7 separate regions of the Mus musculus genome follow, and all the other regions are linked to region 5. A link is a contact called in public promoter capture Hi-C data. All regions are on one chromosome and are shown on one strand. Each heading gives the region's core, a stretch centred on a gene start, on an enhancer-like site or on the middle of the called end of the contact. The rest is flanking DNA. Distances are from core to core; before and after follow the strand shown. Region 1 holds the start of Eif2b3 (eukaryotic translation initiation factor 2B, subunit 3). Region 2 holds the start of Btbd19 (BTB (POZ) domain containing 19). Region 3 holds the start of Svbp (small vasohibin binding protein). Region 4 holds the start of AU022252 (expressed sequence AU022252). Region 5 holds the start of St3gal3 (ST3 beta-galactoside alpha-2,3-sialyltransferase 3). Region 6 holds the start of Pik3r3 (phosphoinositide-3-kinase regulatory subunit 3). Region 7 holds the start of Mast2 (microtubule associated serine/threonine kinase 2).

What was found. Promoter capture Hi-C pulls out the DNA fragments that hold promoters and counts their contacts. Capture Hi-C pulls out chosen DNA fragments and counts their contacts.
Region 1: a contact with region 5 is called in a promoter capture Hi-C map of pre-B cells, with 2.0 times the contacts expected there. The contact joins the promoter of Eif2b3 here to the promoter of St3gal3 in region 5. A contact is called at or near these places in 3 of 39 promoter capture datasets (hippocampal neurons, liver and pre-B cells).
Region 2: a contact with region 5 is called in a promoter capture Hi-C map of pre-B cells, with 5 times the contacts expected there. The contact joins the promoter of Btbd19 here to the promoter of St3gal3 in region 5. A contact is called at or near these places in 4 of 39 promoter capture datasets (the C10 cell line, hippocampal neurons, liver and 1 more) and 1 of 484 Hi-C or Micro-C datasets (B cells).
Region 3: a promoter capture Hi-C map of cranial neural crest shows a contact between it and region 5. The contact joins the promoter of Svbp here to the promoter of St3gal3 in region 5. A contact is called at or near these places in 3 of 39 promoter capture datasets (cranial neural crest, hippocampal neurons and stem cell-derived epiblast-like cells).
Region 4: a contact with region 5 is called in a promoter capture Hi-C map of adipose tissue. The contact joins the promoter of AU022252 here to the promoter of St3gal3 in region 5. A contact is called at or near these places in 3 of 39 promoter capture datasets (hippocampal neurons, liver and pre-B cells), 1 of 115 datasets of contacts at active chromatin or transcription factors (astrocytes) and 1 of 9 other capture datasets (adipose tissue).
Region 6: a promoter capture Hi-C map of pre-B cells shows a contact between it and region 5, with 5 times the contacts expected there. The contact joins the promoter of Pik3r3 here to the promoter of St3gal3 in region 5. A contact is called at or near these places in 2 of 39 promoter capture datasets (cranial neural crest and pre-B cells).
Region 7: a promoter capture Hi-C map of hippocampal neurons shows a contact between it and region 5, with 4 times the contacts expected there. The contact joins the promoter of Mast2 here to the promoter of St3gal3 in region 5.

The regions. Positions count from the first base shown.
Region 1 is chr4:117,017,915-117,021,553 of GRCm38.p6, reverse strand. It overlaps Eif2b3 (eukaryotic translation initiation factor 2B, subunit 3), which reads right to left and starts at 2,152. Exons shown (of 12, transcript NM_001111277.2): 1 at 2,078-2,152.
Region 2 is chr4:117,123,937-117,127,405 of GRCm38.p6, reverse strand. Btbd19 (BTB (POZ) domain containing 19) reads left to right here and starts at 1,748. Exons shown (of 8, transcript NM_001384196.1): 1 at 1,748-2,077; 2 at 3,266-3,467. The coding sequence starts at 1,992. Tctex1d4 (Tctex1 domain containing 4) reads right to left here and starts at 593. Exons shown (of 4, transcript NM_175030.2): 1 at 548-593; 2 at 318-424; 3 at 62-130.
Region 3 is chr4:119,193,580-119,197,291 of GRCm38.p6, reverse strand. Svbp (small vasohibin binding protein) reads right to left here and starts at 1,982. Exons shown (of 3, transcript NM_024462.2): 1 at 1,806-1,982; 2 at 1,271-1,420. The coding sequence starts at 1,384.
Region 4 is chr4:119,230,698-119,234,059 of GRCm38.p6, reverse strand. It overlaps AU022252 (expressed sequence AU022252), which reads left to right and starts at 1,336. Exons shown (of 5, transcript NM_001012400.2): 1 at 1,336-1,477; 2 at 1,591-1,706. The coding sequence starts at 1,399. P3h1 (prolyl 3-hydroxylase 1) reads right to left here and starts at 1,145. Exons shown (of 15, transcript NM_019783.2): 1 at 630-1,145. The coding sequence starts at 1,103.
Region 5 is chr4:118,133,262-118,136,785 of GRCm38.p6, reverse strand. It overlaps St3gal3 (ST3 beta-galactoside alpha-2,3-sialyltransferase 3), which reads left to right and starts at 1,840. Exons shown (of 12, transcript NM_009176.5): 1 at 1,840-2,396.
Region 6 is chr4:116,219,849-116,223,116 of GRCm38.p6, reverse strand. It overlaps Pik3r3 (phosphoinositide-3-kinase regulatory subunit 3), which reads right to left and starts at 1,509. Exons shown (of 10, transcript NM_181585.6): 1 at 704-1,509. The coding sequence starts at 809.
Region 7 is chr4:116,462,292-116,465,605 of GRCm38.p6, reverse strand. It overlaps Mast2 (microtubule associated serine/threonine kinase 2), which reads left to right and starts at 1,383. Exons shown (of 30, transcript NM_001369061.1): 1 at 1,383-1,870. The coding sequence starts at 1,691.

The DNA.
Region 1 (3,639 bases), core at 903-3,402, 1.1 Mb after region 5:
GGGACAGGAGGTTTGCTAGATATGGTCTGTGTCTCCTAGATATGCCAGAGACTATACAGCCATAAAGTGTCACCAACATGGCTTCCTAAACGAGACCTGAACAAGGATAACACCAACTGACATGTTAATGTCTGGGAGGGAAAGCTTACAAGGCCTCAACCCTAAGCAAAAAAAAAAACTACAGGCAACTAAGAAATTCTGAGAGCAAGTGAAATAGTGAACATCAATTGATTATCCAATACCAAATGACCAGTCCTGGGGAAATACACATAATCAACATGATTATGAGAGAGCAGCTGTAGTTATGTATTTAGGAATATACACATCCACACATTCATGAAGCTGTTGGGATTAAATGAGGGCTCACTTGTCTGGTATTTATGAGGCCTTAGGCTGGATCCCCTACACAAGAATAAAAAAGTATTTCTCTATAAGACATGCAAAGTAACGTTCATCCTATCACACGCACTATATACATGTTTCATATTATTGGACAGATGCTGGATCACGGAAAACACACTATACCAACTAAAATATACTGTGCTATAACTCTGGGTTTTCTTTTGTAACAAATACTTATTTTTTTTTTAATTTTATGTGTGTGTTGAGTGCACATATGGAGTCAGATCCCCTGTAAGTGGAGTTATAGATGGTTCTGAGCTATCATGTAGGTGCCGAGAACTGAACCTAGGTCCTTTGGAAGAATATACGCTGCTTTTAATCACTGAGGCACCTCTCCAGCCCCCTATAGGTCCTTTTTAAGTGGACAGGTATTATTACGCTGTCATAGCTAGTGTGATGGCCTTTCCTAGATGTGACCCTCACTACAGATCAGTACATGCAACCTGGTGGTTCCAGACTCTAGAACCACTTCTAGAGGTCATCATATTGATGCTTGTGAATCTAGTGCCAATACCTGGTTATAAAGTGTGAATTAACCTCCTGGGCTCAAGTGATTCCCAGTCTTACCACCTTAGCAGCCAGAACTGCAGGTCTACGGCTACTCCTGCTTTAGGCTGGTTTTCTCCTGGGACAAGTAACCAAGTAGCAAAACTCTTTAAAAAGACTCTGCTCAGAAATCATCTTGCATAGCATGAAGCTACAACTAACTTTTTGCACACCAATGATGGGACTTCTTTCACCTGCTGCTTCTACTATACTCTGTACGGACTGTGTCAACCTTTATAGGCTTCACTGCAGGCATTCATTTAAATGCCTATTAAGAGTGAGTTCCTTGAAGTTGGGGACTATGTGTTGTCAGGATACACCCAGTCAGATGCCAGATACTATATGTGGAATGAGCATCTGTGAACCTCACAGCAACCCCACATTAGTGTTAAGCTCAAATGTGTACAAGAACACATTTGGAACCCAGGTGGCTAGAACCTAAAGTTCCTGTTCTCAATCTCTGGGTTAAGGAGGAAAAAAAAAAAAAAAGACGCAACCTAAGAAACAAGAATACTTATGAACCTAACCAATCATAAGGCTAGACTTAAAAGTTTCAACTTTACCGTCGTGACTCCCAATACCAAGTCGATGAGTCTCACCAGCCTCCAAGTTTTACAGGAGGCGTTTACAGAGTCCCAGTCATGCCTTCCTCACAGTTGCCGTCTTCTGTCCTAAATTGTAAGATCGGCTACTGCATTGTAATTGGTTTGCCAAACCTTTGCGCGCTGCCTAAAAGGGCCTTACTGTATCCCATTTAGTCCCTGCCTTGAGCCCAAATAAATGTGGGACGAATAAATAATGTGGAAACCATGTCAGCAAGGCACCAAGGGAGTCTAGTGCTCACTCGGTGTGACTTCGGGCAGAACTGTCCCTCCCTGAAACTCAGTTTTTCCATCTGTTGCACAAGGCTTGGACTCTCCAGTCCCCCAGTCGGGACGCATGGCTCTACGGCCAGGGCCGGCAGTGTCTCGCCCGGCGATTTCGGGAGCGCAGTCCCTGTCTGCCTACTCGGGTCCTGCTCGGCTAGCTGGCCTCCCTCACAGGAACCCGGCTTTCCAGCATCCGCGCGCCGCTCTCCCTGCTCAGCCAGCTCGTGCCCCGCCTGGCACCGCACTAGCCCCGGCTTTACCTCAGCTATCCGCACGCCGCAGCCTCTCCCAGCGCTCCCCACGCCGCCTCTGGCTGACAAGCCAAGAGCGCAGGCGCGCGGTGGCCGAGCGGTTCGATACGACGCGCCGACTCAGGAAGGAGGAACGAGTGCCGAGTAATAGATGGCAGAAGGCAAGGATGCTCTTGCGGAGCGTGCCGGAGACCAAGCGACCGACGAGCCGTGGCGTGGAGTTTCTGTATTGCTGCCTAGTGCTTGTTAAATGTCCCCTTCAATCTCTAACGTTTCGGAGTTGCCATTCTAAATCCCAGCCTCACGGCACTGTAAATTTGGCTTGTCAATACTTTTTGTTTTGTTTTGTGATTTTTTTTTTTCAAGACAGGGTTTCTCTGTGTAGCCCTGGCTGTCCTGGAACTCACTCTGTAAACCAGGCTAGCCTCGAACTCACAGAGAACCGCCAGCTGCAATCTCCCCTGCCTCTGCCCCCGGTAGACTGGGATTAAAGACCTGCACCAACACTCATAGAAGATTCAAGAATTTAAAAAAACAAAGCAAAACAAAACACCTACTAAATTCCCTTGCAAGCCAGCGGTTGGTTAGGCTTCTAGTGTGCAAGATGCCTGATTTGGCCTTTGTGTCAGCAAACTTTAGCCATTCAAACAATAAATTCATTTCTGATAGTGTGAGAACCGGACTTAGAGCGTTTCTCCCTGGGAGGTAAAGCCCCTAAAACATTCCCCCAAGCTTGTTTTCCCTGTTCTCTAAAAATACAGCTAGAAAGAAGCTCTTTGTTCTCTATAGCCAGCAAAAAGCCTTTTTGTTTCTATACCTTACAACCAGAGATGCGATAATTGTAATTTTACCAAGGATACCCGGCAGAGAAGAGCTGTTGAGTTATTGGGGTGCGGGCCAGCTCATCCCGGGACTTGAGCTGAGGCCCAGCTTTGGGGGTCTTACAATAGCACTTAATGGTTTGAAGAGAGTAAGTCGGGTTGAGCCTTGGGAAAGAGCCTTGCAAGCTGACTAGACAGCAAGTGCAAAGATCCTGCCCGTGGTGGTGAATGCCTATAATCCCAACACTTGGGAGGCAGAGGCAGGCCTATGTCTGTCAGTTCGAGGCCAGCCTGGTCTACAGAGTGATTTCCAGGACAGCAGGGCTACACAGAGAAACCCTGTCTCAAAAAACAAAAAAACAAAAAAACAGCAACAAACAAACAAATCCCAAAAGAAACCCCGGAGTTCAATAAAGAGTAGGAAGGGCACTGCAGCAGAAATAAAGTGAGAGGGGAAGTGGGTGAGTAAAGGCTACCAGAGGGAGCCAGATGGAGGAGACCAGAGAATTCAGACCCCACCGGCTTGTAGGCTATAGCAAGGAACATAAGTTTTTTCTGTGGAATGTATAATGAACATAACGTAAGAAAACAGAGACAGAAGCACTCTTTTTTAATAGCTTCTTAACTCAGATAGCACAGGAGGAAACAAGCCCCATGGTGTCTGCAGCCCAGGGCCTACAGTCCTGTCTTCATATTGGCATATAAAAGCTTTTAGTGTGGTTGTGCATGGTATTGCATGTCTGTGATCTC
Region 2 (3,469 bases), core at 499-2,998, 1.0 Mb after region 5:
CTCCCTAGGAGACTATAGGCATATATACCTTGTCTATAGCCACTCCATAGCCCTTTCTTACCTGTACGTTTGGAACAAGTAGGTCAGATTGGGGCTGTGTGCCTACTAGGTGCTTAGAGCCGGTTAAGAGCTGTGAGAGACACAAGCAAGGAAAGGGGCTGCTTAGTCTATGGTCATGGAACCTCTACCCAGTGTTCCTTTCCCTTGGTCACAGGAGGCTAGATCCACTTCCCCTTTCTCCTCCCACTTGACTTCATCAGCAGAATGGGGACATGAAGCTGGTTTCTGGGTTTCTTCAATAGCCAGAAGGGACAGACCCGACTCCATCACTCCCACAGCTCTCTGTAGCCTCAGAGGTAGAGAACTTAATCATCTTCCCTGCTCTGTGTACGGTGGGACTTTTCTCCCTCTCCACCGGCTGCATCTGGAGGTGGGAGACATGGGGAGAAGCAACTTCCATCGTCCTGCTTGGGTCTCTAACTCCTTCGGAATCACCTATGAGACGGATGCCCTCTTCCCCTGAAACTCCCGCAGGCATCTGACTCACCTGCAGCCTTTGGCCTCCAAGCTCTGCTGGCCCCACAGTCTTCACTGAGCTGGCCTGACAGGCCTGTGGGCGAGGAAGGCTTGTGTTGTGCAGTTACCATGGGGCTGTGGCAAGCACACCTCTCCCTCCCAGAAATCCTTCCCCTGGCCAAACTCTGGAATAACCTAAGTGTTCCTGCTATGGGCACCTGCAGAAAGGAGGGGCGCTCTGAGTTACCAGGGAGAGAGGGTCCACGGGGGCTTGGAGTTCTAGGGCATCACAGGCTAAGGGAGCCGGTGCCGAGAGAGGTGCACTGTTCAGAAAGGTCCTAGTTTCAGAGCCACTATTTCATATGAATCTCTCCCTGCCTCTTCACCCTTAGCTAGCCTCCTCTAATTCACAGGTCCACGAGAGGAAAACCCACCAGGGGGCCACTGGATCTGGCCTGGCCATCTGTGAATAAGTCACGGGGGGGGGGGGGGGCTGGGATATGCTAAAACCTTGAGATTGCGGGGGCAGCTTCTTAGGAATTTAGTATCTGGGCTCACAGGAAAGAGCACGTCATGGTTCAGCATTCTCCCCAGCAGCCTCAACAAGGACAAACATTTCCGCTTCAGGGCAGGGTGGGGCTTGGATGACTTCCTTAGTTCAGAGCTATGTGCTGAAGGGAGGCCTATTGGTTCAGCGGGAAGGACCCAGGCCTGGCATGGCCATGACTCAGTGATTCTAAGTCCGGTTTCTTAACCTTTGCTGACCTACTCACGTGTCTGGGACCTGTAGGCAGCACCTCTTTCCTTAGGGGGATTGCTTTTCGGGGCTGCCAGAGGCTGCGCTACTCCTGTTAGAACTGACACCTCACCTCCCCTGCTCTGGGAGGTGTGGGGCTGCCCCCTCCCAGGCAAGCTAAGTCTGAGCCTTGAAAACCACACTTAGGTTTGAGAATTTTCCCTGATGGGGTGATGTCTCGGGTGTTTCTAAAATGCAGCCGTGGGAAGGGATTAGAAAAGCAGAGGCCTTGGATTCTGAACTCAGTGTAGGCGGGGAGCCAGCCAGCACTAGGGCCCTCAGACTCATCTTAGGGCCCTTCTACTGCTGATTTTTTTCCCCCCCTGGGCGTATAGGGAGATGGGCGGGGCCTCCTCAGGCTCAGCTCCAGTTTCTATGGAAACCCACAGGCTTCCCACCCAGCTGCTGCCTGGGCAGATTCCCAACCTGGGCCTCATCCACCACCAGCCTCTCCCGGGATCATAGGCCTTTCTAGCCCCAGCTTCTTCTCTGGGTCCTGTCTGCATCTGCATCCCTTTCCTGAACCTCAGGCCTTCTTTAAGGACCTGGGCCTTTCTGCTCCTATATTTTAGCTCCTCGGCAAACAGGCCTCCAGCTCCTGCCCTCCCTCTCAGGTCTTTCTTGGCCTGGCTAGGCCTTCTAGACTGTTCCACCCTTTAACCTACTGCCCACTGCACTTATGGAGAACCCAGGACTGGTGGTACGTGGGCAGGCTGCACCCTTTTCCACAGCACTTCGAAGCCTCATCAACAACCCCCAGTACAGGTGAGGCAGTGGCCCCCTGGGGGGTTTTCCCTAGCTGGCCTGTGAATTTGAGGAGGCTAAGGGCAAGGAAGCCCGGGAAAGAACACTTGGCCTCCCTGGGGAACTCAGTCTGTGAGGAAGTCAGCTATAGAGGAAATTTACTTGTCTGTGGCCACACTACCCTGAGAGTCAGAGGCGGGGGTAGTGGCAGATAGAAGGGAGGGCAGCTGTGTGAACTCAGGCAATGCCTGAGTTCTCTGGCTTCTCCTCCACCCCCTCGGCCCTGAAAGATGGGTTATGATTTGATTCACCCCCATTGGGCTTTCGACTGAGCACTGGAACGTCTTATCTTGAAGAGACAGAGGTATGGATGGCTCTAGCGATTCATAAGAGGAACGAAGCCCAAAGGATCGAGCCGGAGACCCAGACAGGAAGTAGTTCAAGGTTTCCGACCACCCACTGCTTGCCCAAGAGACTAGTGCTGTCTGAAACCAGGAATAGAGTTCACTGGGGGCAGGGCTGGTCATGGGAGACAAGAACTCTGTTTCCCATCCCCAGACTCTCAGAGGCTGCCCTGCTCCCCAGGGTTAAGACTGCCATAATTCTCGGTTTTTTGAGGACAGGGTGCCACAGTCTGGCCTGAAGAGTGGAGCCTTAGGCAGGAGGCTTTGGAAGCTGAAGCGCTCGCTGCTGCCTCCTACCCCTACTTAACACAGAGGCTGGGGCCGGAAGTGATTATGAAGATGGAAAATGTGGTCTCACCTCATGATGGTGATCACTGTCATGTCTGTCTGCAGTCAGTGTGCTCTGTACCCCACATCCTCACACCCTCCCACAGGAAGAAGGGTAAAAATGCTGAGTTGGCATTTGGTGAAGGCGTCCCAAGAGGAGTGTCCTCTCCCCCAAGATTCAGACTGGGGAGACATCAACCTGGCTTGCATGAGCTCTGCTATCCCCCTACCCCCCCATCCCCCCGCCCCCTGTGAACCAAGCATAGTCCACTCCCTTGAGACCTGCCATCATGGCTGAAAAGTCTTAGAGTCAAAGATATAAAGTCACCGAGTGGAACTGAGACTAGAGCACAGGCTTGTGTCTTCCAGATGTAGGCTTTGACCTCACACAAAAAGAAGCCCTAGTGTGACAGAGGTAAAGCCAACAGTGTGATCTAGGTCTGAGATCCCCTCCCCTGGCCCTCCCTCTCTTCCACAGTGATATTTGCTTTGTGGTTGGTCAAGAACGGCAAGAGGTATTTGCCCACCGGTGCTTGTTGGCCTGTAGATGTAACTTCTTCCAGAGACTTTTGGGCCCTGGGGTACCTAGTCCTGTGGTGCTAAGCACTGTGCCTGCCGAAGCCTTCTTAGCTGTGCTGGAGTTCCTATACACCAACAGTGTCAAGCTGCACCAACACTCTGT
Region 3 (3,712 bases), core at 733-3,232, 1.1 Mb before region 5:
GGGTCCACACGGCACCTTTGTCAGGTGGTTTATAGCCACCTGTAACTCCAGCTCCAGGCATCCGATGGGCTGTGTGACCTCCAAGGGCACCTGAACTCATGGTCACATATCACCACACACATAATGAAAAACACATCTTTTTAAAAATATGTTTATAATGTAGACACTATAAAGAACAAAGAAAACAGATTCTTAAGAGTAGTATGACTATCTCTAAAATGCCATGCAAACAAAACATACTCGCACAGGTAATGTATTCATCTATTTGAATGGAAATGCATTAAACAAAAGGGCTTAGCCACAGAGAGGGAGAAGAGGTATAGGACAAACAGTCAAAGGAGATGTCACATTTCTATGTGGCTTTATTTATCTTAGGAAAATTCTAGGAAAATGCGATACTACTACTAACCACTACCAGTCTGAGAAGCTGAATATGCAGGTGTCTCCTGTACTTTAAATGTCCTCACAAGCACACACAACAAAGAGGCAGAAAAGACCAGCAAGCGTTTCCCTAATACTGGATATTAAAATACTCGTGTCTGGATGTGGTTCCTTAGCCATGTAAACATTTTAAAGCCTTTTATCTTTAAATGATTGTTAAGTGTTGAGAGAACAAAGAAGCACACTGGTGGGCTCATAGCTTGGGCCTTTACACGGTCATGAGCAGACACTTAAATCTGCTGTTGCTGTAGCTGTGGTGGTGGTGGTGGTGGTGGTGGTGGTGTGTGTGTGTGTGTGCCACAGCAAGTGTGGAGGTCAGTTTTATGTAGACCTTCTCTTCTTCCGCATATGTATGGATTCTCAGGTTGTCAGGCTTCTCCAGTGAGGGCTTTTTCCATCCCGCTCACCAACTAGATACTCTCTGCACCAAATGCCCATGTGTACCGGGTCACGGGTCACACTGGCACTTCAAGCATTCTCCTTCATTCATTTGTTCATTTTCTCCTCCCACCCTGATCCCTCTCCCACCCATAGCTACCCTCTTCTCTTTTCATGCATTCCTCAGATCACTAACACAAAAGCTTTGCGCCAGGAGGCAACTGGAGACCCGGTCCAGCTTGGGATTCTGACACTAACTTGGTATGTGACTCTGGGCTTCCGCTTCACCGTTTGGGACCTGGCTGGACTCTCTCCCTCTGGGGGGACCAATGCCTGGGACAAGCAGGGACCCCTAGTAAAGTTTCCTCTGCTGGTTTTTTTTTTTTTTTTTTTTTCTTCCAGCACCCTCTCCAGCTCGCTCAGGCATACAGAGCTCCCTCCTTCATCTCACCTCTGCTCTCTGTCTTTGCTTCAGCTCCTGCTGGGCAGATTTCTGCTTAGCCTTCTCCACTCTGAAGGCTGGTTCTTTAACTTTGGATTTTTCTTTCCGGGCAGGTGGATCCATGGTTTGGCTTCTGAATGCTTCTTGGTTAGCTCTGACCTGATGGTACAAAAAGAGAACCGCTTGCTAGTCCTTTCTCCCAACTCCCTAGCTTGGCAGGTGAGGCAGGGTGCCCTGGAGTCCCACTGCCAGCACCTTGCTGTGCGTTCCTAGTCGAGTCTCCTCACTTCTGAGTCTCAGTTTCCTGCACAATGGGACAGTAGTCATTTCCTGGCCATTTCCCTACCAACCCCGGGTGAGCAGCAGATGAGAAGGCCCGAGAAAGCAGCTCCAACCCGGGGGCGTACGGTAGGGCCGGGTCTCAGAGGCCGAGGGGCGAGCCACTCGGTCCGCGGCAGCCCCCTCTGCCAGCCCCGCCCGCCCGCTCGCCCGCCCGGCCCCTCCGTAGCAAGATGGCGGCTCGGGGGTCCGTGCGCTTCCTTACCCGGCCTCGGGCTCACGGCCTCCGCCACGTCGTAGACAAGCCCCCACGCGGGGTTCACCCTAGCTCCCCCCTTCCGCGGGACCGCAGCGCCCAGCCCGCTGCCCTTGGACTGGGCGGGGCGCGCCGGGGAGGGCGGGGCCGCGGCCTGAGGTGCCCCTCCCGCAGGAGCCACTGCGCCCGCGCAGCGAGCACACCTGGGCGTGGCCGGAGCGGGAGGGGCGGGATCGGAGGCGAGTAGGGCGGGGCCTGGGGCTGGAGGGCGGGGCCTGGGGCAGGGACATTCTTACAAGTAACCAAAGCTTTTCCGGGCTTCTAGTTTCTGGGACAACTGCAAGGCTTTGAAAGGCAGAATCTGATTCCTGTGGTTGAAATTGGCTAGCACTGGAATTCTGAGCATCAGGTTCTAAATCAAGAAAGTCAGGACTGCTGATTGCTTCCTTCCTGATTTATAGATCTATAAGGAGGATCAAATGGAATCCTGTTTACCACAATGCTTTGAAAGCTTTGAAAAAAATGATCTGTCTATCTATCTATCTATCTATCTATCTATCTATCTATCTATCTATCTATCTATCTATCTATCTATCTATCAATACAGGGCCCCTAGCCCAGTTTGGTGGTGCACATCTTTAATCCTAGCACTGAGAAGGGGAAGCACAAACATCTCTATGAGTTGGAGGCCAGCCTGGTCTACATAATGAGTTCCAGGCCAGCCAAAGCTACACAGTGAGACTCTGTCTCAACAAAACAAAACAAATTCAGGGCCCAGAGCATGTGCTAGGCAAAGCCTTCTATTACTGAGCTATACCCTCAGCCGGACAGAAATTGTATCAGTTAGGTTTTCCATTGCTGTGAAAAGACACCATGACGAAAGCAACTCTTATAAAGGACAACATTTAATTGGGGCTGGCTTACAGGTCTTGAGGTTCAGTCCATTAGCATCATAGCAGGAAGCATGGCAGTGTGCAGGCAGGCATGGTGCTGGAGGCCAGAAGAGGATATAGAATCCCCTGGAACTGATATTAAAGACAGTTGTGAGCTGCCATTTGTGGCAGTTGTGGGTGCTGGGACCAAAACCAGATCCTCTGCAAGAGCAACAAGTGCTCTTAACCACTGAGCCATTTTTCTACATCTTGTTCTGAAGGCAAATAGGAAAAGACTGTCTCCCACGTGGCTAGGAGAATAGTCTCGAACCCCAACCCCACAGTGACACACTTCCTTCAACAAGGCCACATCTCCTAGTAGTGCCACTCCCTGAGTCAAACATGTTCAAACCACCACAGGAATCAGAAGTATATCAGCCAACACACACACACACACACACACACACACACACAGAGTGTGAGAGGTGGAAGTAGAGGGAGAAGGAGGGAGAGAAACAGCCCCACGGATAATCAAAAGGGTGTAAACTAAAATTTCTAGCTATCATTTTCATTTGTTATGTTAGCAAGAAAGGTGCCAAGGAGGAGAAGAGCCTGAGAAATAACAATAACTGCTTCCCTTGGGGCTTCCTCTGTTCTAGGCAATACTCTGAGGCCATTGCATTATTAAGTCCCCTGTTCCTCATAAAGATATGTGTACCAATATGATTTCTAAACAGGAACAGGCATGGAAAAGTTAAGTCCAAGATTACCCAGCTAGTAAGTGCTAAACAAGCATTTTAGACAGGGTTTAGAAGACACTGGCCTCTGGAGACACATTCAGACCTGCTTTTTAGTCTCTCTGTCACCCTTACTCCTAGCACTCCAGAGGGAAAGGCAAATGGGTCCCTGTGTGTCCAAGACCAGCTTGGTCTACCTAGCAAATTCCAGACCTGCCAGGGCTACCTCCATTGGGAAGCCTCCATGGGCACTGAGGTGCTTTCAGTCTAAGTCTGAGTTGTTACATTCTTTTCAGAGTCCAATCCC
Region 4 (3,362 bases), core at 87-2,586, 1.1 Mb before region 5:
AAGGATACTGTATGTATCAGGGCAAATGAGGCAATAAACAAACGTAAAGTGCTTTAACGGAGTCCTGGAAATATATGTTACCAGTCATCACGGGCAGACAAGGCTGGCGTTCCAAGCCCGCTTATTGACTTGGCCTTAAATCGCTGTGGCATCCCAAAAGACAGTCATTTTCTTAAAAACAAAAAACCCAAAAATACTAGCTAGAGGGTCCTCCACAGGGCGGAGCCAGGCAGCCCCTGCTGGCGACGTGGCAATCCCACGTCCTGAAAGAGCGCTGCTGTTGGATTAGGGAGCAGGGAAAGCATGATTGGAGAACGAACCGGAAGGAAGATGTTGCAGAAGCACTTGGACACTTGCAATGAAGTACTGCTGGGAGACCCTAGCGGCCGCCTCGGTTCCCTCTAGGAGGCCTTCCCAAAAGAAAAAGGTCAGGTTTTTCTTGGCTTGGGCTGTCACTACTGGCTGGACCTTTAGGGTTAGCATCTGCCCATAAGAACCGGGTGAAGCTCCCAAAGTCCGCCAAGAGCTCCCTAGCCAAGAGGTCCCTTGCCTCCCTGCCGTCTCATCCCTGCTCTGCTCCCCAAGTTCCCCAGGTCGCTCCCGGCCACCGGGCTCCGGACCAGTCGCACCTTGAAATAGGCGACCTGCAGGTAGTTGTACGGGCTCCGCTTGTTGAACTCCAGGTCCAGTTCTTCACTCAGCAAGTGGGCAGAGGGCGGCCCGAGGCAGCGGCGTAGGCAGGCGGCACGGCGCAGCACGGCTCCGAAGAAGCGCAGGTCGTGCAGGGCGGCGGCGCCCGGGTCCTGGCTCAGGCTGGGGTCCGGACCGAGATCCAGGTCCGGTGCCCACGGCAGTTCGGTGGCACAGCGTGTGCGGCAGCGCAGGCGGAGGGCACGCAGGGCCGCCCGCGAGCGCAGCGCCCGCTCCATGTTCAGGACCACCCCGGGCCAGTCCCCGCGCGAGTAGGCCGCGGTCCCCTCTGCGTAAAGCAGGTCAGGGGCTGCCACGTCCCATCCCGGCTCAGACTCCGCCGCAACCCGTAAGGCGGCGGCGGCGGCGACCGCTAGCATCGCTGCCAGCAGCCTCCTTTCGCTCACCGCCATGGCCTTGCTCCTCCACTTAACGGGACTGCTCGCCTGGGGCACATTCCAGAGTCCCGCCCCCCACAGAAGCCACGCCCAGAGACGAGCCACGCCCCAAGTCCAGAAGCTCGTGGCAAGGAAACTTGTACCGCCTCTTGCTTTCAACCAATCCAAACACTTACTCTTCGTGAGGCTCCGCCTCTAATCTCATGCGCACAGCTCAATGGACTGAGAACGAGAAAACCCCGCCCACAAGCTGTTGTGCGCCTGCGCTTTAGACTGAGCTCCCTGCGGGTGGTGGGACCGAGGTGCTGTTATGGCGGACCCCGGGGTTCCCGGCCGGTACGAAAGTGGTACGGGAAATCTGGGGGTGAAGGAGGCGGCGGGTCCTGGAGGTAGGTGGGACTGAGTTGCCTGGGTAGGAGGTCGCAGCCGGGTGGCTCTTTCCTGCTGGCTCACGGAAGGCTGAGGGTTTCAACTTACGCCTGTGTTCGGGTGTGTATCGCAGGAGCCCTGGTGGAGCTCACCCCGACCCCCGGCGGCCTGGCTCTGGTGAGCCCCTACCACACCCACCGGGTCGGGGACCCCTTAGACCTCGTGGCGCTCGCCGAGCAGGTGCAGAAGGTGAGGAATAGCCATCTCCGTACTTTACCCTGCCTCTTTGGGCTCGGGACAGCCTGTGAACTCGGCAGTACTGAAGTTACCATTCCATTTCACACGAAGAGGATCACTCTATCCCAATTCCTCTGTTGTTGTTTGTTTTGAGACAGGGCCTTTCTACATAACTCTGGCTGTCATGGAACTCTCTATATTATAGACTAGGCTGGCCTCGAACTGACAGATCCACCTTCCTCCCCCACCCTCCAACCCCAAAACCCTATGCTGGGATTAAATGTATGGCTTCTATACCAAATTCTTAAATAGTCACATTTTATTCTGCTTCCCATAAGGTCTTTATCTGTTACCCAGGAGCTTGTGGAACTTAAATATATGCTCTTTCTTTCCTTTTTAAAAAAACAAAACAAAATAAAACAAAAACTGCTGGGGTTGTAGTTTACTGTTGCCTAGCCCTGAATTTGATTCTTAGCACTACCAAAAACAGCATGCAAAAAGGCACAGGGTAAAATTCCTATTGAAAAAAAGACCACACACAATAAAACTGGAGGTAGTTTCATTTGCTGTATAGCCCAGGTTGGCTTTGAATTCAGCCTCCCAAAGGCTGGGTATTACAAGGGTCGCTGTCACACATGGTGAATTTCAGTGGATACAGTCAGTATTACTATGTCCAGAGCTTAGGCGTCGGTTTCCATAATAGGTAAAATAAAGAAGATATGCAAAATAATGGAAAAGACCGTAGAAGTTTTGACAGATTGGTTTTGATTGTTTCTCTCTGGAGCTCTGGATCTGTAAAATGAGATCTTTGAGGTGGAGAGGCTCATAGGGCTAAGTGGGACTCCAGTTTCCTTCTCTTAGCAAGACTTCCCCTGAAGACTCTTTTACAGTGTCGGAGCCTGGCTGCTTTAAAAGCTTCTAGTGTTCTCTTTCTCTTGTATAAACTAGCTTATTTGGCAGTTATCGTGTTCAAGAGTTTGTTTTGATCAAGAAAATTAATGATTGACATGCCAAAAATCCCTCACACAAAAAATGTCTGTTGTAGTATTTAAGAAAAATTCAAATGTTTAGAAAAACCTTTTTAATTAAAACTTTACTTTTTTTTTTTTTTTAAGAGAGGTGGGCTCAAAAACAGGCTTAGAAGACTATCACGTGTTTGTTTAATCAGGCTGCTATTGGAGGGAGGTAGCTAGGGACAAAATCTTGGGCAATCAACACTTTGAGTTTCAGAGTGACGGTAGTGGACTCAGCCACAGAGAGAACACAGCTTTTTTTTTTTTTTTTTAAGATTTATTTATTTTATATATGTGAGTACACTGCCGTTCTCGCCAGAGACACCAGGAGAAGTCATTGGATCCTGTTATAGATGGTTATGAGCCACCATGTGGTTGCTGGGAATTAAACTCAGGACCTCTGGAAGAGCAGTCAGTGCTCTGAACTGCTGAGCAATCTCTCCAGCCCAGCTTTAGTCTTTTATACTGGTGACATATAAAGGATATATTATTCTGTTGCCTCCAGTTCTCCAGAATAATCCATCTTTGAGAAGCTGAAGAAGAAAATACTTTAAAAACAAATTGAGAGCTGGGGAAATGGTCCAGTGGTTAAGAGCACTCACTGCTCTTGTTGATGACCCAGGTTTAGGTACCAGAACTCACATTGAGACTCACA
Region 5 (3,524 bases), core at 591-3,090:
TTAACGGGAAGGATTGGACTACGGTCTTCTCAAGAGAGGTTTCACTTAAACCCCTTTTGATGTCATCAGCATCCTGATATACAGATCACTTCCTGCATCAGGATTCCATCCTTGTGGAACCAGGAGAGTATGCTGTAGGTGCTTGAATAGCAAGAGACCCTTGATCTCCCCATGGATTGCAGAAGCTGCCCTCTGCAGTGCTTGTCGTTGCTGATTGCTTCCCTGGAGGAAGACCCAGTCTTTGACAAGAAGAGGTGATCCTGAGCTGGTGCGAGGCTCCTTTCTGCACAGCCTCCGTATTCCAGCTGGCCTGAGCTTTGTGCCCCGGTGCTAGATGATGTGCTCGGTACCCCTGTAGCCTGGGAGCTGCTACTTAGTATTGGCTCTGGGGAAAGAGAGAAGAGTTTCACAGATGTTTTTTCACAGCTAAATCCTTGGAGCCAAGGAAAGAAGGTTGCCCCTCTGTTCTTCACTCGGGGATTTTCAGGGGAAAATGGCTGGGGCTGAGCGTTCGTGGAAGAGAGGAAAACTTAACTTCCTCAGGCACCCGTAGTTCCTCCCCATGAGTCTCATTACCTCAGCCTTGCTAAAGGACCGGATAATCTCGTGCCTGGTGTAATCCCAGCTCTATGGGAGTTGAGGATTGAATTCAAGCCTTTGAATGTTTGAGGCAAACGTACTACTGCCAAGCTATACCCGACAGCCCTCTCTACTTTTTTGTCCCTAAGAAGAGCCCACTGTGGGATGGAGAGATAGTTTAGCCCTTAAGAATACTTTTCTGGGGAACCCAGGTTCAGTTGTCACTGTCCACTTGGTGGCTTGCAACTGTCTGTAACTCTAGTTCCAGGGGCTATGAGGCCTTCTGGGATACACAGGCACTGGGACATACATTCATGCAGACACTAAAACAAAAACAAAATAAACCAAAACAAAACCCAAAGATACTGAGACCCACAAAGTTGTTGAATGTTTAATCCTGCTTCAGTTTAGAGAGTAGTTAAGTACGTACCACCACTACCATGATTAGTTAAGTCAACCATTCAAAAATATTTTTGGCCTATTATAAGAAAATTCCCAGTTCATAAAAAGCTATGGGACTTTCCCAAGTCTCATAAAACTGGCCTGTGGTTTTGTTTTTGTTTTTTTTTTTTTTTCTGGTGCTGGGGATGGCCTGGGGCTTTAAACTTGCTCAACTTCAAAGTTGGGTCTGCCTTAGGCACTTCCTGGCCAGTGTAGTCTAGTCTGGGTTCATGACCCACCACAGCCAAAGACTGCACTTCAGCTTTTTGCCAAAGCAGAAACTTATGTCTTGTATACCTTGTATAAGATTGGCATCTGAGAGTGCCAAGTTATGTCCCCACCTCCTCTTTGGGAAAATTCTGTATTAAATTCTGCCTTAGGATAATGCACTCCGCTGCAGAATGAGGGCGCGACCTCCTGAACTGGGTATGTGGGGTGGCTTTGTGGCCTATCTGCGACCTTTCTTCGAGGTCACGCCTGAACTTAGCAGGCCTCTTACCCTCACGGGATTGGATAGGGCTTCAGAAGGCGTTCTAGAGGTTACCACCAGCGTCAGGGGCTGACAGCAGAGTGGTGAAGTAGGGACAGAAGACTTCCTCTGGGAAGCAGAGGAAACCTGACCGCAGCCGGGCAGCCCCACGCACCGCAGCTCCACGCAGCGCTCCTCCCAAGCCCCAGCTATAGCCCGGGGATGGGGAGGGGATGGATTCGGCCTCTGGCTTCCATTGGGTCTCCGGGGTCCGGGCCCGCCCAACCCTGCGGCGAAGCCTCGCATTGGCCTGCCTGGCGCCCCGCCCGGTTCCGGTGCTCCCATTGGCTGCTGATGCCCGACCCCCGGCGCGGCCGCCGAGGCGGACCGCAGGATTGGTGGTCCCGCCGCTGCGTCCCCACCATGGCGGCGCCCGTGCAGCTTGCCGCGTCCTGGGCTCCCTCTGGGGTCCCCTCGGCTGTCCCCGCTATTCGCGCTGCAATTGCCTCCGCGCTCTGCGTGCGCCCTGGCGCCACCCGCCCCCGGCCTCCCTCTCTGCTGCGGTAAGGCCTGCCCTGCGTCCCCGAAGCAGCTCTCGGCCGCCGCGCCCCTCCCCCGGCCAGACCGGCCCGAGCCGCGCTGGGGACCAAAGCCCGGGCCCGGGTGGGGGCCAGGCCTGCCAGAGGGCCGCGCGAGCCGGGCCGAGCGCGCCGAGGTCACCTGTGTGCAGTGTCCCAGGCGCGCGAGTCTGAGCGCAAAGGAGGGTCACGGTCACCCGGGACCCGCTGTGGGACAAGCGCAAGAAAGTCCGGGGAAAGCCTAGCGGGAGTCACCAAGAGTAGCGGTTGTCATCTCTGCCTTCCCCGGGGCCAGATCCTCCTCGGAGCGACCGGGTCAGTTTATCAAAGTACGTCTTCTCGCTACCCTTTCTTCTGGAGTGCTTCCTCATTGTCTTCTCAGTGGTCTTGTTTGCGAGAGAAAAGCTTAGTGAGGACGGTAGATTTGGTTAGGCGGATGTCCCACAGATGTGTTTAGACTCCTTTTTACAGTAGCACCCATTTTTATGATTCCTCAATAAATTTAATTTTTGTCTGTTTCTCTAGAGTACGGGGAGGTGGTAAAACTGAGTCACTGTAATTAACCTAGGGAGTGACCGATGAAGGGAGCCGGCTGCTATCCCAGAAAGCAAAGAGTGCTTAACACATTTCTCTGAGGTCCTTTGAATTATTAGCACTATAGATAATGGGCTGAGAAGGAAGGAAAAGCCACGAGTTAGAGTTAGGTTCCTGACATGTAGCACAGTAGACATCATGACAATTCCACTTGTGTCCCTAAACTTTCAATTAAAGACTCAGAGGAATTGGATCCCGGGGTAGTAGGTGCACACCTGTAATAGCACTCAGAAGCTGAAGCAGGAGGATTGCTTCAGAGGCCAGCCTGGGCTACATAGAATAATAAAACCGTGTCAACAAGAGCCACATAGCAAGACCCAGTCTCAAAAGACTGAAGAAAGGAAAAGAAGAAAGATTGGAGGATTAAAAATTGGAGTAAAACCTTATGACCAGATGGGAGTTTCATATAGTCTCCTAAAATAACAGACATTTTGAAATATAAAGTGGTGTTGGTTGCTCCATTTCGCTAATCTGATGTCTGTGTCTCCTAACAAGTTATTAATGATGAAGCAAAGCAAGTGTGTTCCTAGAGACTAGTGAGCTTGCTCACACAGTCAAGCGCCTACTGAATCCGTGTTATGTTTTGTGCAAGGTGTAGACTTGAGGGGAACTTGGACAATTAAATTATGGAGATTGTTCTCTGGACCTCTGTAGGATGTGGAAGTGAAGCACACACAGATGAGAAACTCAGGGTGTGGCCTCTAGAATTCCAAGAGGAGACGGGAGTGTGTTTAAGGAAGATTTCATGGCGGAACTGAAGTTTTTTGAGTTGAGCCACAAAGAGTGGAAAGGCTACCTGGAGAGGAAGTGAGCCAGTGAAAATCCAGGATGCGGAAGATGGCAGAGGAGGACTCGATGCTGTG
Region 6 (3,268 bases), core at 260-2,759, 1.9 Mb after region 5:
TTTAAGAGTCGAAATTATATCAATTCTACCCCCCAAATTAAGTTAAATCACCATAAATTAATTAACGAGTAGTAAAATACTACATGCAGACCTAAGAAACTATATGCATAGGAGAAAAAAAGCCTCAGACTAAGGCCATGAATGAATAAGAACGCACAATCCCTGAAAATCACTAACCGGCATTTGGTTTCTATGAGAGAAGCACGGAGTCTCAAAATGAATAATCACAAAGGCAACTCAGTTTCTAAAGTTAACCAAGGTAAAATAACAACGAACCATAGCAGATAACTGCACTAAAGTATAAGCTTTAAGGAATCGCCACAAAGGGAAATTCTTCAAGCATGGATTATAATACATCCCTTGCCAGCAGAAATCTTGATTAAAAAAAAAAAAAAAAGTGGAGGGCCGTCAAAACCCTGAATGACATGCAAAGGCCAAACCAAAACGGGTCTTTCCTCCCACTCCAGTCCCCCCGCCCCCACCCCCTCAGGACAATGGGATCAGGGTCCTAACTGCAAACTTTAAAGGTGTAAGCCAGAGCAGTTTTACTGCAGCTATAACTGCAATCTACCCCTCATCCCGAACCTGGCGCACCCAAGAATACTTCTGGCCTGAAAACGTCACCGGGGTTTTGTTAAGCACAAATCAGACCCATCCAAAAATTTTAAAAAATAATAAAAATAACAAGTTTGCTCTCAAATACCTGGAGGATCCATTTCAATATAAAATATCAGTTCTGTCGAATAGGGCATCATCACCTCCCTCCAGTCTGCGTCATCGCGGTCCATACTCCACACCGTATTGTACATCGCGCTGTCAGGGGCAGGTCGTCGGGAAATATATAAAAAGCATATATATCTTTTATCTGATATTTAAAATCTAAATATATATTTGCAAAAGTTCCACACGGAAATGTACTTGGGGGTTTCCAACGGCCAGTACAAGTCCAGCCAAACTACTAGGATGAGGACAAGGTCCTCCTCTTCTCTCCTCCTAAAGCACCCAACAAAATACCCCGAACTTTCAAGCTACGGGGTTTTTACCTCAGAGGGTTACAGGGAAGCTCGGAAAGCAAAGAGCAGTGGTGTTAAAAAGCAGCTTCCCGAAAATCCTTCCTACACAATCGCTCTCCAAAGGGAAAAGCTCCCACCGCCTCCTAATCTTTCAGCGGAAGCCACTTTTGTGTCCTTCGGAGAAGAGAGAATGGAGAGGAAGGGGGAAAAAAGAACGCGTTGGGAGAAAGCTGGGGAAGTGACAAAGGCTTGAAAAGGGGGTTTGCGTTCAAGTTTCGGGGTCCCACTGGTCTGCGGAGAGCGATTCCCTCTGGGATTGGGACTCGGGCTCTATTCGCGTCAGGCTGGGAACCCAAGCTTCCGCAGCTTCGGGATGGCGACCCCTTGGAGAGTCCAGTCAGCTCGACTGTGCCCGAGTAGTAAAGGTAACCACGACAGCGCCGGCTCCCCTCACGCTCTGCCCTGGCTCCAACCACTAGAGTTTCATTTTAACTGCGCTGAGGGGACCTCCTCCCCCGCCCTCCCCCCTTGCCACCCCCGCTGAGGCGCCAACCAACCGGGCAGGACAGGAGGAAGAGCCGGTAGCTCGACTGTCCTTTCCACTCCTTTGCACCTTAACTGCAAAGATTGTCAAGTGCCTAAGAAATGAAGACTGCCACCACCCTCCGCTTCGACTTTTAACTCTCCCCGTCAGCCTGCGAGACTCGACACTTTAATCAGACTTTGCCATTACCCCCTAGCCTCGCTCAGAATGGTACAGTCCGGGCGCTGGCCGCTCGCCAGGAGTCGGAGCCGGGCGCACGCGAGCTCCTCCAAGAGTGGGGGGCGGATGGTGATTGGCTGAGCCCGGTTGCCGGAGCCCGAGCCTGCGTCTTTTGTCTGCCCTGCTCCAGCTGAGGAGCGGAGACGGCTGCGCGCCCCAAGCGAGCCAATCAGGAGATAGCCGGCGCCGGCCGGTAAGGCGGCGATTGGTCGGACCTCAGTTACTAAGCGGGACAAAGGCAGAGGGGAAAAGAAAAGAGGAGGAAGAAGAGGGGGTGTGGAGAAAGAAAGAAGGCGCAAACGGCGGTTACTGACAGGCTGGGCGAGCGCTCGGGGGCTCAAGCTGCCCGGAGACTGGCGGGGCTTCCCGCTGTGGCTCGGTCCTCCCGGACGAGTGACGAGGGGGAGAACGGGCTGGCGCGAGACTCTTCTGCCTGGAGACTAGCTGCGGGGGGAGGGGAGCGGCGGCAGCGGGGCGTGCTGTCACTTGGCGGGGCGCACACTCTTCTGCTCCATTGGAAGTCTCTGGGCAGAGTTCCTCCTCACAAACCTCTTCACCTTGCTGCGTTCGCCCTCCCCTACCCCGGTGTTAAATCATCAGATACAGCAAAGGTCGCCAAGCCCACTTGCAGGACTCTCTGTCCAGACAAGATCCCCATCGTCCCCCACCCCACCCCCCCCACACACACACTCCCTGAGGGTACCTGAACCTTGAATGTTCCTTGGGGAGTCATCCCCCCCCCCCCCCGCTACTCCGCTTCACACTGAAGGACTTTAGAACCCATAGTTACGCTCAAGCAAAGAGTGAGGCATCTCATCGAGCCCTCCAGTTCTAGTACTCAAATCAGAAAATAAAGAAATAAGAATTAAATAGATTTTTTAAATTACAGTGTCTGTGTGTTTTCTGTGGTAAGTCACAGGTGTTGCATTCCCCTACCAAAAAGGCGCTTTTCTGTTTCCCACTTCCTAACACACAGGTCCCTCCTTCCAAGCTTAAAGTTCTGAGACTTGCTTCAGAAAAAATGCTGAACATTTTCATGCATTTCAGAAACAGCTAATTAACTTGCTGGGGAACCCTGAATAGCTAACCTGTGCCTAGAATTGCCATCCTGCCATACAATACAGTCTGAGGAGGCCAAAACGGCTGTTTCCTCTTTACACTGGAGTAACAAAGCCCATTGTGTTTGAGTTGACAACCTGATTTAAGCTTGAGCAAAACCTATCCTCAGTAGCTCTGTGTATTGACTGGCCTCTAGAAGGGTCTCCACTTTTAATCCTCTACCTCCTAAAGGGTTCTGCCTTTCTTGTTTTGTTTTTTTGTTTGTTTGTTTTTGTTTGGTTTTTGTTTTGCTTTGTTTTGTTGAAACAGGATTTCTCTGTGTAGCCCTGGCTATCCTGGAACTCACCCTGTAGACCAGGCTGGCCTCAAACTCAGAAATCCGCCTGTCTCTATCTCCCAAGTGTTGGGATTAAAGACATGCGCCACCACTGCC
Region 7 (3,314 bases), core at 134-2,633, 1.7 Mb after region 5:
AGAAGAAAGTGTATACTTCATCTTGAGCTTTATTTTACTAGTCTAAGCAAAGACAGTATTACAGAGATTTTTATGAGAGTCTTTGGGAAGATGGATCCTAAGAGAATAAGACTTGATGCAGGGGAACTAGTTGGGAGAATTTCCCACTTAAACAGGTGAGGGAAGGCGGAGCTGGGTAAGTTAGTACAAATGGGATGAAAGGAGAAGGCAGATTGGAAAGATATCGAGTTTACAGACCAACAGGCCTTGTTCATTATTAGATATGAGAGATGAGAAGAAGGAAGGAACCAAGGATGGCTTTCTGTTTCTACCGAGTCAACTGGATGCATGGGGAGGACCTGGGACAGGGAACGTAGAAGATAGCTTCATGGGTTGTCCCACACACTGCTTATGTGTGTGTGTTCTGGTACCTCACAGGCCTTCGTTTGAGTTCTCTTTGCACTATAACTCACCCCGTTCCCTCCACTGTACAATGAACACTGCAATGACCTCATTATGTGTATGTGAATTGAATGCAGTGTCTGAAATCAGTAGGCTCCATCGTATTAGTCATTATTACTGCTCAGAAAGGGTTCAGGGAGGAGGCTAAAGATACATGAATGAAACAGGCAGGAAAAGCTTCTGGGAATGAACTCTGGTTAGGTCAAAAGAGGAAAAACAGCGTTGTGGCAGACTAGCTGAAGCCAGAAGGAGGCCAGGCATGGCTGAGCTGTCTGCCACGTGTTGTTAAAGCAGATGAGTCATTGGAAGGGGCAGGTCAGGCTGCCCAGGCCGCAGCAGGCTGGACCGTGTCTACAGGATGACTTCATTGTCAGTGGGAAGCCCAGATCTTCCAAAGCCTTTTTAGTCTCGCACCCCTAAGGAATACATCACTTCTTTTACAGGACTTTACACACTGTCACACTGTGTGGAACTGTCAAAGGCAGTGTAAACAAGACAGAGCGACAAGAATGGGAACCCTCAACTAATGGGAGGGTTTATTGGGACATATTGATATGTCTGTGACTGGGCTCGTTTCCCTACATCTCAGTCTCCTTATTTCTAACATGAGGATGAGCTAACTAGTCTCTGAAGCGTAGGGGAGAACTAGGTGAGCATCTGCTGGTAAATAGAGTGTTGGTGTCCCCCCTCCCGTTGGAAGTCTTTTCCCAGTCTGGACAGCGTTCAGTCCGGCAGGCAGTGTGTACCAAAGGGATGAATGGAAGAATCAAAGGGCGTCCTGCAGCCGACGCGGGCGCGCCGGGAGCCCCGCCCCCTTCCGCTTCAGAGCGCGCGGCGCGGCCGCGGGCGGGTCTTCGCGACCGTTCGCCAGCGCGTGCACGGCTGGCCGCGCTCTGTGGGCGGCAGGCGGGCTTGCCGTGCACGCGCGCGAGGGGCGGGCCGGGCGGGCTGGCGGGCCGGCGGCTGGCGGCGGAGCCCGCGGCGGCGGCGGGTGGCCGGCCGAGCGTGTGCCGGGCGGCGGAGGGCGCGGCGGCGGCGGCTATGCTGCCTCCGTGAGGCGCGCCGGGAAGGTCTCGGCGCCTCAGCCCACAGGAAGCGCGGGGAAACCGCGGGCCGGGTGCGGGTGGCTTCAAGTGCCCGCCGGGCCATGTTGGCCGCGGACCGGGTTTGCCGCGGCAGCGCTGCGGCCCGGGGCCGAGCCAGGCCGGCGCAGTCGCGGTGCTAACGCCCGCGGGGCCCAGACGCGGAGATGAAGCGGAGCCGCTGCCGCGAGCGGCCGCAGCCGCCACCCGCCCGCCGGGAGGATGCGGCTCCGCGGACGGCCGAGTTGCCCCAGCCGCAGTCTTTGCCCCCGCGCCGGCGAGCGCCGCCCGGGAGGCAGCTACTGGAGGAGCGGAGCGGGCCTTTGGGGCACGACAGCAGGGAGCAGGTAAGGTGGGCTGGGGTCCGCCAGCGAGGGTGGGCGCCGTGGGGGAGGGGTCCTCGCGGGAGGATCGGGCTGCGGTGGTGAGGGTGGGGACTACTGAGTCGGTTAGGAGGAGTGGGAGGTCTGACGAGGCTGAGGAAAGGGGAGTGGAGAAATGAAGGTGGGGGCCTGGGGTTGCAGTTGGACGTGGGGTAGGGCGGGTCTGAGGAATGAATAAAATGGTCTTGGGGGGTAGCCTGGGGCTCTGGATGGAGAGAATGGGTGCTGGAATGTGGGCAGGGTGAATGAGCAGCAAAGAGTAGGTTTACTAAATGGAGTTATCTAGAGGCGTGAATAGTTTTAAGGGAGAAATGCCAGTTTGATAGTGTTGACTGGTCTTAGAGTTTATCCCCACAGTTATAAAAACGGGGCATTTGCAAGCATTCTCATTTGGTGGCCATTATACTTTTATAAGCAAGTATTCAGAATCGTTAACGTTCTCCTCAGTAACTATCTACCACTTTAAAACCACTATAAAAAGTGCCTGAATGTGTCCAGTCTCAAGGCCGGTGCTGTGGACAGAGAATCTGTAGATGAAGGCTCTGCTTTCTAGTTTACCCTTAATGGGAAAAGAGATAAAATGTAAAAGTACTCATGGGATTCTCGAATGTACAGGATGTGTAATTTAGTAGACAATAGTAGGTGTATTTATGAGTAGGGAATAAAGGTCGCCAATATTAGGATAAACTTGCTACTCACAGCTGAAGGAAGTTCAGTGAAACGATATTGACAGGGACTTTGTAAGATACGTAATCTCGTTGGATTTTTAGAAAGAATGTTCTGTAGTAATGAACTCCCCTGACAGCATTGCTTTTGTACAGCTTTGCTTCAGACCCCAGTTGAGACCCCATCTTTGAGGCTTTGAAGTTCCAGGTCTCCTATCTTGCTCCTCATATAAAGTAAATGTTCCTATGCATCATTGCTTTGAATTACACTCTGTTAGCCTATGGTTTTAAAATTTTCCGCTTTTTGTCTCCCCACTTGATTCTTTTGGTCTTTGTCATGGCTTCTAGACTGCTGACTGTGTAATCCCCCTCTAGTACCCGTTCAAAACTTTTGAAATATATTTCCTCTACTGACTTAGTTTACCTGGTGCGGTTGACCTTAATGCATGCTTCAGTAAAGTGCTTAAGGCTGTTTGATTCCGCCCCGCCCTTATTTTCTTTTTAAGTTTTTTTATGATTTACTTTTAGTTTTTATGTGCACTGGTGTTTTTCCTTCAAGTATCTCTGTGTGAGCGTGTCAGATTACCTGGTAATGAGCTATATACAGTTGGAGCTCTCACATGGGTGGTGGGGAATTGAACCTGGGTCCTCTGGAAGAGCAGCCAGAGGCTGAAACTCTCCAGCTCCGATTCCCCTCTTTTCAAAAAAGATCTTTTTATTTTCACTTTTTTGCAGCTATGAGT